2 separate regions of the Pan troglodytes genome follow, and region 1 is linked to region 2. A link is a contact called in public HiChIP or PLAC-seq data. All regions are on one chromosome and are shown on one strand. Each heading gives the region's core, a stretch centred on a gene start, on an enhancer-like site or on the middle of the called end of the contact. The rest is flanking DNA. Distances are from core to core; before and after follow the strand shown.

Region 1 (4,716 bases), core at 1,073-3,572, 330 kb after region 2:
TGGCTCAAGCCATCTCAGAATATAATCCTGTTGCTCTCTCTCTCAGCCCATTTCCCACTATCTCTTTTACTCACCCTGCTGCAGACATATGAGCCTCCTTGCCATACTTTGAATCTGCCAAACACGGTCCTGCCTCAGGACTTTTGCACATGCTTATCCCTCTATCTGGCCCTACATATCTCCAGGTATCTGCTTCCAATTCTCTTCATTCAGGTCTCTGCTCAAATGTAGCAGAGAGGCCTTCTCTAATCACTCCATAATCTTCATCACTGTGTCTCCCTGCCTTGCTTTTTCTTCATAAAGCTTCTAACCTCCTGGCATCACATACTTCCTTGTTTATTTGTTCATTGTCTATCACCCTGCTTACATTGACAATGTAAGTGCCATGTAAGCAGAGTCTTGGTTTTGTTCATTGCTCTAGCCCCACACTTGGACTGGTACCTGCCACATAATGGATACCTAACAATATGTGGATTTCTGGGTGACCCCCTGCAGCTTGGGTGGGGTGACGCCAGGACTTTGCTGCCTCTGCCAGGATTTAGAGTTACTGTCACTGCTGCTCCATGATGTAGACTTTACTGAATGAACAAATACAGGTGGGCCCTATGGAGTAAAGCGAGGTGAGTACTTCATGAAGGGAGACCTTTAGCACCACTACCAGCAGCAGAGAAGTGAAGAAGTTAGGACCCCAACAGAGCCCTCTGAGTTTTGTGGGAAGGGAGGACTTCTTAGGGCCCGGAACGGCCAGCTAGAATGCCTTCCAGAAGTTAGTGGGAAAGGCACAAAGATCACTCCTGCTTAAATTTCTGGTTTCCAGGAGGGGAGATCCAGGCAGGGATGTATGGCCAACAGAGATTCCTAGCCAGAGTGCTGAGAGGACTGTGTGAACTGCAGATTCAGGAAGAGGCTGAGAGACCCCCATGGGGGTGGCCGGTATGCTGAGGCTTGTATGGGAGCCAGATATCCCACATCCCATGGGGTGGTTGCCTCCTCCTGTTTCCAGCCTTTCCAGTGAGGCTGCAGGAAAGAGACACAGCTAAGGCCTGGAGACTCTTGGGACTCCGTCAGGGCATGGTGCCACAGATGAGTTGTAAGCCTGCGGGACACAGCATCCAACTCTGAAAGCCCCTTGCTCGAATAACCCTACATCACCGCCTGAGGGCTTCCATATCCTTGGTCTCTTCAGACTCTCATCCCCACCACAATTACTCCAAGAAATTACTGTCATCCCCAAATCTATAACTGGAAACTGAGGCTCAGGAAGGAGACATGACTTCCACAAAATCACACAGTTGGGAAACTCTGGAGTCTGGTCTCAACTGGTCTGCAAACCGCACTCTCGGAGACTTCAGGTGAGATGAGGTCAGGTTCTCAGGCCAGGTCCTGAAGTTTGACACCTTGGCGAAATGCACTTTCCTTGACTCAGCACCGCGAGTGAGGCGGAGCCAAGCCCCGAGCAGAAGGGTTTTCTTCCCAGCTGAAGAGGCAGCTCAGCCTAGACCCCAGGCATGGCACTGGACACCCCTGCTGTGGAAACGTGCAGATTTAGATGGAGGGGATTCCTAACCTGGGCAGGATCCGAGTTTGGAGAGATTGGCGCGAAGCTTTAGCAGCAATCCCCGATTCCTGTACAACCATAGCTGGGTTTCTAAGCGTCTAGGGAAGAAGGACTGGGCCCACGACCTGCTGAGCAACTCCCAGGTCGGGGACTGGCGGAATATCAGAGCCTCTACCAACCGTTTGTCTCGGGCTCGCCCACTTCAACTCTCGGGGTCTCTCTGCCTGTTGTTGCACTCGTGCGTTTCTCTGCCCCTGACGCTCTAAGCTTTCTGCTTTCTGCGTGTCTCTCAGCCTCTTTCGGTCCCTCTTTCACGGTCTCACTCCTCAGCTCTGTGCCCCCAATGCCTTGCCTCTCTCCAAATCTCTCACGACCTGATTTCTACAGCCGCTCTACCCATGGGTCCCCCGCAAATCAGGGGACAGAGGAGTGTTGAAAGTCAGCTCAGAGGTGAGCGCGCGCAGCCAGCGTTTCCCGCGGATACAGCAGTCGGGTGTTGGAGAGGTTTGGAAAGGGCGTGCCGGAGAGCCAAGTGCAGCCGCCTAGGGCTGCCGGTCGCTCCCTCCCTCCCTGCCCAGTAGGGGACCGAGCGCGCACGCCAGTGTGGAGGGGCGGGCTGGCTGGCCAGTCTGCGGGCCCCTGCGGCCACCCCGGGGACCCCCCCCAAGCCCCGCCCCGCAGTGTTCCTATTGGCCTCGGGCTCCCCCTCCCCCAGCTGCCCGCCTGGGCTCCGGGGCGTTTAGGCTACTACGGATAAATAGCCCAGGGCGCCTGGCGAGAAGCTAGGGGTGAGGAAGCCCTGGGGCGCTGCCGCCGCTTTCCTTAACCACAAATCAGGCCAGACAGGAGAGGGAGGGGTGGGGGACAGTGGGTGGGCATTCAGACTTCCAGCACTTTGCTATCTACAGCCGGGGCTCCCGAGCGGCAGAAAGTTCCGGCCACTCTCTGCCGCTTGGGTTGGGCGAAGCCAGGACCGTGCCGCGCCACCGCCAGGATATGGAGCTACTGTCGCCACCGCTCCGCGACGTAGACCTGACGGCCCCCGACGGCTCTCTCTGCTCCTTTGCCACAACGGACGACTTCTATGACGACCCGTGTTTCGACTCCCCGGACCTGCGCTTCTTCGAAGAGCTGGACCCGCGCCTGATGCACGTGGGCGCGCTCCTGAAACCCGAAGAGCACTCGCACTTCCCCGCGGCGGTGCACCCGGCCCCGGGCGCACGTGAGGACGAGCATGTGCGCGCGCCCAGCGGGCACCACCAGGCGGGCCGCTGCCTACTGTGGGCCTGCAAGGCGTGCAAGCGCAAGACCACCAACGCCGACCGCCGCAAGGCCGCCACCATGCGCGAGCGGCGCCGCCTGAGCAAAGTAAATGAGGCCTTTGAGACACTCAAGCGCTGCACGTCGAGCAATCCAAACCAGCGGTTGCCCAAGGTGGAGATCCTGCGCAACGCCATCCGCTATATCGAGGGCCTGCAGGCTCTGCTGCGCGACCAGGACGCCGCGCCCCCTGGCGCCGCAGCCGCCTTCTATGCGCCGGGCCCGCTGCCCCCGGGCAGCGGCGGCGAGCACTACAGCGGCGACTCCGACGCGTCCAGCCCGCGCTCCAACTGCTCCGACGGCATGGTAAGGCCGGGACCCCAGGAAGTGAGGAAGTTAGGACGGAGCTCGGGATATCAGGGACGCGTTTCCGAGGGCGGGGAGCTGGCCTTGCGGGAGGTTTGGGCCAGGATCCTTCCCGAGAGAGGGGACCCCCTTGTCCTGGGCAGCTGTCACTGGGGTAGCCTGTTTTGGAAGTGTGCGGGCAAGCGTTCGAGCTGCCCCATTGGGGGCGCTATTAGAACACTGCAGCGCGAACGTGAAGATCTTTTTCTCTACTTATCCCTACTTCCAAAACGTAAATTTGCGCCCCTTGGTGACTGTCCGCCCTTCTTTTGGCCCTGCATGTTGCAGACCTCATCTCCTACCCACCCGTAATTACCCCCCCAACCAGGACAGGTCTGGGCCCGGAACTAGAGCCTTAGGCTAGAGTTAGGGAGGGGGCGGCTACAGGAATTGGTGTTCGGGCCTCGAGCCGTCCCGCGGGCCTGACTCAGTCGCCCTTGCTGTTTGCAGATGGACTACAGCGGCCCCCCGAGCGGCGCCCGGCGGCGGAACTGCTACGAAGGCGCCTACTACAACGAGGCGCCCAGCGGTGGGTATTCCGGGCCTCTCCCTGCTCGCTCCTCCTCCTTCATGGAGCTGTCCTGGCCTCTATCTAGGACGCTCCCACCCCCACTCACACACGCCTATGTCCTGGGAAGTGGTACAGGAGATGAAATACTAAGCAAGTAGCTCCCTCTCTTTTGGATTGTCCCGGACTCTAACAAGTCCTCAGTTTCCAATCTGTCTCAAAAGTACTGGGCCCGGGGGTGGGAGGCTTGTCGCGGCCCCACCCCTGCTTACTAACCGAGCCCTCCCCGAGCAGAACCCAGGCCCGGGAAGAGTGCGGCGGTGTCGAGCCTAGACTGCCTGTCCAGCATCGTGGAGCGCATCTCCACCGAGAGCCCTGCGGCGCCCGCCCTCCTGCTGGCCGACGTGCCTTCTGAGTCGCCTCCACGCAGGCAAGAGGCTGCCGCCCCCAGCGAGGGAGAGAGCAGCGGCGACCCCACCCAGTCACCGGACGCCGCCCCGCAGTGCCCTGCGGGTGCGAACCCCAACCCGATATACCAAGTGCTCTGAGGGGATGGTGGCCGCCCACCCGCCCGAGGGATGGTGCCCCTAGGGTCCCTCGCGCCCAAAAGATTGAACTTAAATGCCCCCCTCCCAACAGCGCTTTAAAAGCGACCTCTCTTGAGGTAGGAGAGGCGGGAGAACTGAAGTTTCCGCCCCCGCCCCACAGGGCAAGGACACAGCGCGGTTTTTTCCACGCAGCACCCTTCTCGGAGACCCATTGCGATGGCCGCTCCGTGTTCCTCGGTGGGCCAGAGCTGAACCTTGAGGGGCTAGGTTCAGCTTTCTCGCGCCCTCCCCCATGGGGGTGAGACCCTCGCAGACCTAAGCCCCGCCCCGGGATGCACCGGTTATTTGGGGGGGCGTGAGACCCAGTGCACTCCGGTCCCAAATGTAGCAGGTGTAACCGTAACCCACCCCCAACCCGTTTCCCGGTTCAGGACCAC
Region 2 (4,586 bases), core at 581-3,080:
TGCGGTGGGCTTGGGCAGTCTTCATGAAGATGCAGCCAAGCATGATGGCGTTGATCATGAGCCCCACGATGTTCTGCACGATGAGGATCAGGATGGCCAGCGGGCACTCCTCAGTCACCATGCGCCCCCCAAAGCCAATAGTCACTTGGACCTCAATGGAGAAAAGGAAGGCAGACGAAAAGGAGTGGATGCTGGTGACACAGGGCTCAGCAGTGCCCTTGCTGGGGGCCAGGTCACCGTGGGCGAAGGCGATGAGCCACCAGGCCATGGCGAAGAGCAGCCAGCTGCACAGGAAGGACATGGTGAAGATGAGCAATGTGTGTGGCCACTTGAGGTCCACCAGCGTGGTGAACACGTCCTGCAGGAAGCGGCCCTGCTCCCGGATATTCTTGTGGGCCACGTTGCAGTTGCCTTTCTTGGACACAAAGCGGGCCCTCCGCTGGCGGGCACGGTACCTGGGCTCGGCAGGGTCCTCTGCCAGGCGTGTCAGCACGTACTCCTCGGGGATGATGCCCTTGCGGGACAGCATGGCTCCGGTGACCCCGAGGGAGGGGCTTCCCCCATCGGAGGCACCCCTCGGACGTGGCCTAGGGCCTCACTGCAGCGTCCTCTTGGTGGGCACCTTCTCACCCTGGGGCTGCACTCAGCCTGTGCTGGCCTCACTTCTGAGATAACTCCCCACCAGACTCTTCCTTACCTCCACCTGGGTCCCACTTCACTTCTTAATACCAGCCTCAGGCCGGGCGCGGTGGCTCACGCCTGTAATCCCAGTACGTTGGGAGGCTGAGGAGGGCAGATCACTAGGTCAGGAGTTCGAGACCAGCCTGACCAACATGGTGAAACCCCATCTCTACTAAAAATACAAAAGTTAGGTGGGCATGGTGGTGCGCACCTGTAATCCCAGCTACTCAGGAAGCTGAGGCAGGAGAATCGCTTGAACCCGAGAGGCGGAGGTTGCAGTGAGCCGAGATCACGCCACTGCACTCCAGCCTGGGCGACAGAGCGAGACTCCGTCTCAAAAACAAAAAACAAAACAAAAAACAGCCTCACCCTTGAGCCCACCTGCCTGTCGCCTAGGGAGCCCCCAACCCTGCCGGCTCTCCACCTGGCCCTGCGTCCTCCCCCAGCTTCCCCCACCTGCTGACCACCCCTGGGCCTCCCGCTGAGAGCCCTTCTCCCTGCCCAGCCTGCCTTCCCAGCCCAGCTCAGAACTTAACACCTCCGGATCTCTCCCACTAACCGGACCTCACCCCCACCTCCGGGTCTCCCGCCTCACCTGTCTGGCCTTCGGGCTCCCAGGCTCCAGCTCAGGTCCTGGCCACCCCCGCCCCGTCTCCCCTCCAGATGCGCCCCCTGTGTCCTACTCCACCCCTCCCGGAGCGCCCCCGCCGCTCTCCGGATCCCCCTCCAGCTCTCGTCCTCTCTGTCTCCTTGGGATCCTGCGTTCTCTGGAGTCACCACCCCACCCGGCTCAACTCCGGCTCCCCGGCCCCGCGCGCGACCCGGCGGGGCTGACTCCGAGTCGCGGCCTCCCGGTCCCTGCCGCCCGCCCGCGCCGCGGCCCCCGCTCCGCGCCGGGTCCCGGCCCCGCCCGCCGCCGCCGCTGCACCTGCTCCTGCTCCTCACGCCACGGCCGTCGCCTCCCCGCCCCCTCCCGCCGCCCGGGCGCTCGCGGCTGGCCGTCCTCCCGTCTGTCTGTCCGTCCGTGGGTCCGCGGAGACCGACCTGGGCTAGGCAGGGGTCTAGGACGGCGGGAGGGGGGCGCACGAGGAGAGGAACGGGGCCGCGGACCGCCAGGGGGAGCCCGACCTGCACCGGAGCGCAGGGGGCGGGGCCGGAGCAAGCCCCCGCCCCTCCCGCGCCCCTCCCCGCCCCCGCCCTCCACCTCCCCTCCCGGGACTCTCAACCTGGCCTTTGGAGTTTTTCTGATCCTCGGAACCCAGAGGTTCCTCCTGCCCACGCTCTACCTAAGTGGGGGGCTGGGAGGGATCTGTGACCCGCCCTCCCAGTCTGGGGCCGCCGCCCTGTCGCCCTGGCTCCCCTCCCCCAATATCCCCATCCGTATTTGGGTCAGTAATCCGCCTCTCGGCCGCGCCAGGTTTGCAGGTTCCCCGGGAAAGGAGGCGCTGAGAGGCGGAGCCACCAATCCCAGGGCTGGCGGAAATTAGGCGGTCCGAGGACCTCTCAACCTGCAGCTGCTTCTCTTTGGGGGATGCTCTTAATCTTAGTCTTGAATCCTTTGACAATCTGATGGAAGCTCAGACTCCCTCTCATAAAAAAAAAAAAAAAAAAAAAAAAAAGGCCTCGGCAGGAAAGGAGCACAGTTTAACACCTGCTACTGCAGTGGGGCAGCCTGGGCGGCTCCATCTTCTCAACCATTCCGGCCCTACTTTAAAGAAGGTTTGAGCCGAGGCCACTTGCTTTACACTTTCTCACACCTGTCACCTGACTTCTTCCACGTTAGGTCATAGGTGGTATTTAGGCCTGAACAGTGTGTTAGGGCTGCCTCGGGCACTGGGGGACCCAGGCTCTTGGTCCCGGCATGGTAGTGTTTCTGTTCAGGCATTAGCCTGAGGCTGCCCTGTGGCATGGACCCGGGTTCTCAGCTGGGAGGCAAAGCCTGCTAGATCTCTGTTGTTGGAACAGTAACGGCTTTACCGCTGTCTGTGGCTCAGATCCTTATGGAAGAACCCCTGACCATCTGTGGCCATTTTGTTGGAGTGGGGGCTTGAGACAGGGTCTGGAAAGGGCAGTGTGGCTGTGGGCCACAGTGGGGGCACGATATGCATTTTATATTGGATTTTCCTTTCTCTCCCTACCCACCTGCAGGCAGAGCGAACACCGCTACAAAGGATGGGTGTGATCATGGGCTATACTAAGAAAGATGCATTGTCTAGGAAGGGGAGGGTAAAATGAGATGAGCAGAGTGGGAAGCTCAAGGAGACAGGGTTACATGGGGAAATCTCTGAGGCAACTACAACTGTCCAGCCATCAGAAAAGGAAAGTCCCCCAGGGATTTGGGCACTATTGCAGAAACACCTGGCCTTGAAGGAGGATGAACTAGTAGTTTTTTGTGGCCCAAAGAGTAGAACCAGGACACTAAGTGGAACAGAGGCAGGCTTTGGTTTCACATATGCAAGAGTCAGTTCTAATAACAATAACCAGAGATGAGCCACATCTGTGGGGTACCCAAATCAAGTCGGTGGGCCATGAGGGATGTTATACAGGGATTTTGGGCCAGGATGACCTTGGGCATCCGTGCAACACCTCACTGTGGGCCCAGCCCTGCCCCTGCTACTTCCCTTCAATCTGTCGAGGTGGGGTGGCTTTGGAGCAGTGGTAGGCTTGTGGAGTCCTCTTTCAGTTCCCCGGTCTGCTCTTGGGAGATCTCACAGTGGAGGAAGCTGCTGGGCCCCTGGGGAAATCTCAGAGCTGGAAAGGCTGGGTTCTGCCTCCCGGTGCAGCCTTGAGGCCTCACCTCCCTCCCTGCTGCTCACCCTTCTGAGAGGCTGAGTCTCCCACCTGAAAGGCTCAGCCTCCCCTTTTGCTCCATCCTGCACTTGCTTATAGTCATCTCCACCAAATACTGAACTTGTCAAGTCCCTTTCTTGCTCAAAACCCTTCTCCCTTTTTGTCCATGGGCATACCCCACACTCCTTGCTCTGGCATTCAGGGCTCTCTGATATGATGCCCTCCCCACTGCTGTAATCTCTCTCCCACCTCCCTGATCAACCAACACTCTTAACACACTTCCACCATCACTCCTTAGCTCCTGCTGTCCCTACCTGCCACCCCAACCCTTTCTCTGACTTTCTGCCTAACCAATCCCTATCCCCCACAATGTTTAACTCAAATTTTGTCTTTTCCAGGCAGGCTGCCAGGCTTTACAGAGCTCTTCCTTTCCGAGCTTCTCTGGCTCCTGGAACATCCACAGGGGTCTGCACTGGACCTGCCTCCAATAACTGGTGGGCTTTTCTTATGTTGTGCCTCTATGATCCCCTTGCAGCCAAGAGGATGCAGGTTCAAGACTCTTAGGTCTGCACCTCAGGGCTTGGTGCAGCCAGTACTGCAGATGATATGCAAATGATCATAAAATGAGATGTAAATGAGCACCTGCCATTTCTTGGCCAAGGGCAGGTGTGCATTCTTGTTTTGTGATGCAGAGGAAGTCAGGACAGCTGCTGTTTTAGTCTCCCTGGTGTCTGGGCTCCAGCGTCTCCCAGACACCACCTGGCTGACCTGTGACTCATGCACTGTGCTTTCCCTCTGAAGGACCACCTTTCCACTTCTGAATGCCCCTGCTTGAGGGATGGAGATGGAGACATGATCCAGGCCTAGCCAGCCAGTGTATGCCACCCCTCTGATCACAGTGGGGTGGGGATGGGAATGGGATCCAAGTTGGTGCATTGAGATTTGCTCCCAAGCTTTTGCTGGAACTATTGGGAAGGAGTATCTGTTTTGCCTCTTGGGTTGCCTTGGGGCAGGATGTAAGCTGTACCTGCTAGTGGCCATCTGTCATAATGAAAGGGGAGGAAAATGGAACCCAGAAAGGAAGACACATCCCGGATGGATGTCAAACACCTGGG

Evidence for each region. HiChIP or PLAC-seq counts read pairs in DNA pulled down with a chosen protein or histone mark.
Region 1: a contact with region 2 is called in an H3K4me3 HiChIP or PLAC-seq map of stem cell-derived excitatory neurons, with 12 times the contacts expected there. The contact joins the promoter of MYOD1 here to the promoter of KCNJ11 in region 2. A contact is called at or near these places in 1 of 7 Hi-C or Micro-C datasets (stem cell-derived neural progenitor cells) and 1 of 1 datasets of contacts at active chromatin or transcription factors (stem cell-derived excitatory neurons).

What each region holds. Positions count from the first base shown.
Region 1 is chr9:21,775,282-21,779,997 of NHGRI_mPanTro3-v2.0_pri, forward strand. It overlaps MYOD1 (myogenic differentiation 1), which reads left to right and starts at 2,323. Exons shown (of 3, transcript XM_508311.7): 1 at 2,323-3,184; 2 at 3,674-3,752; 3 at 4,026-4,716. The coding sequence starts at 2,555. The coding sequence ends at 4,279.
Region 2 is chr9:21,447,194-21,451,779 of NHGRI_mPanTro3-v2.0_pri, forward strand. It overlaps KCNJ11 (potassium inwardly rectifying channel subfamily J member 11), which reads right to left and starts at 1,831. Exons shown (of 2, transcript XM_003312937.4): 1 at 1,610-1,831; 2 at 1-284. The coding sequence starts at 268.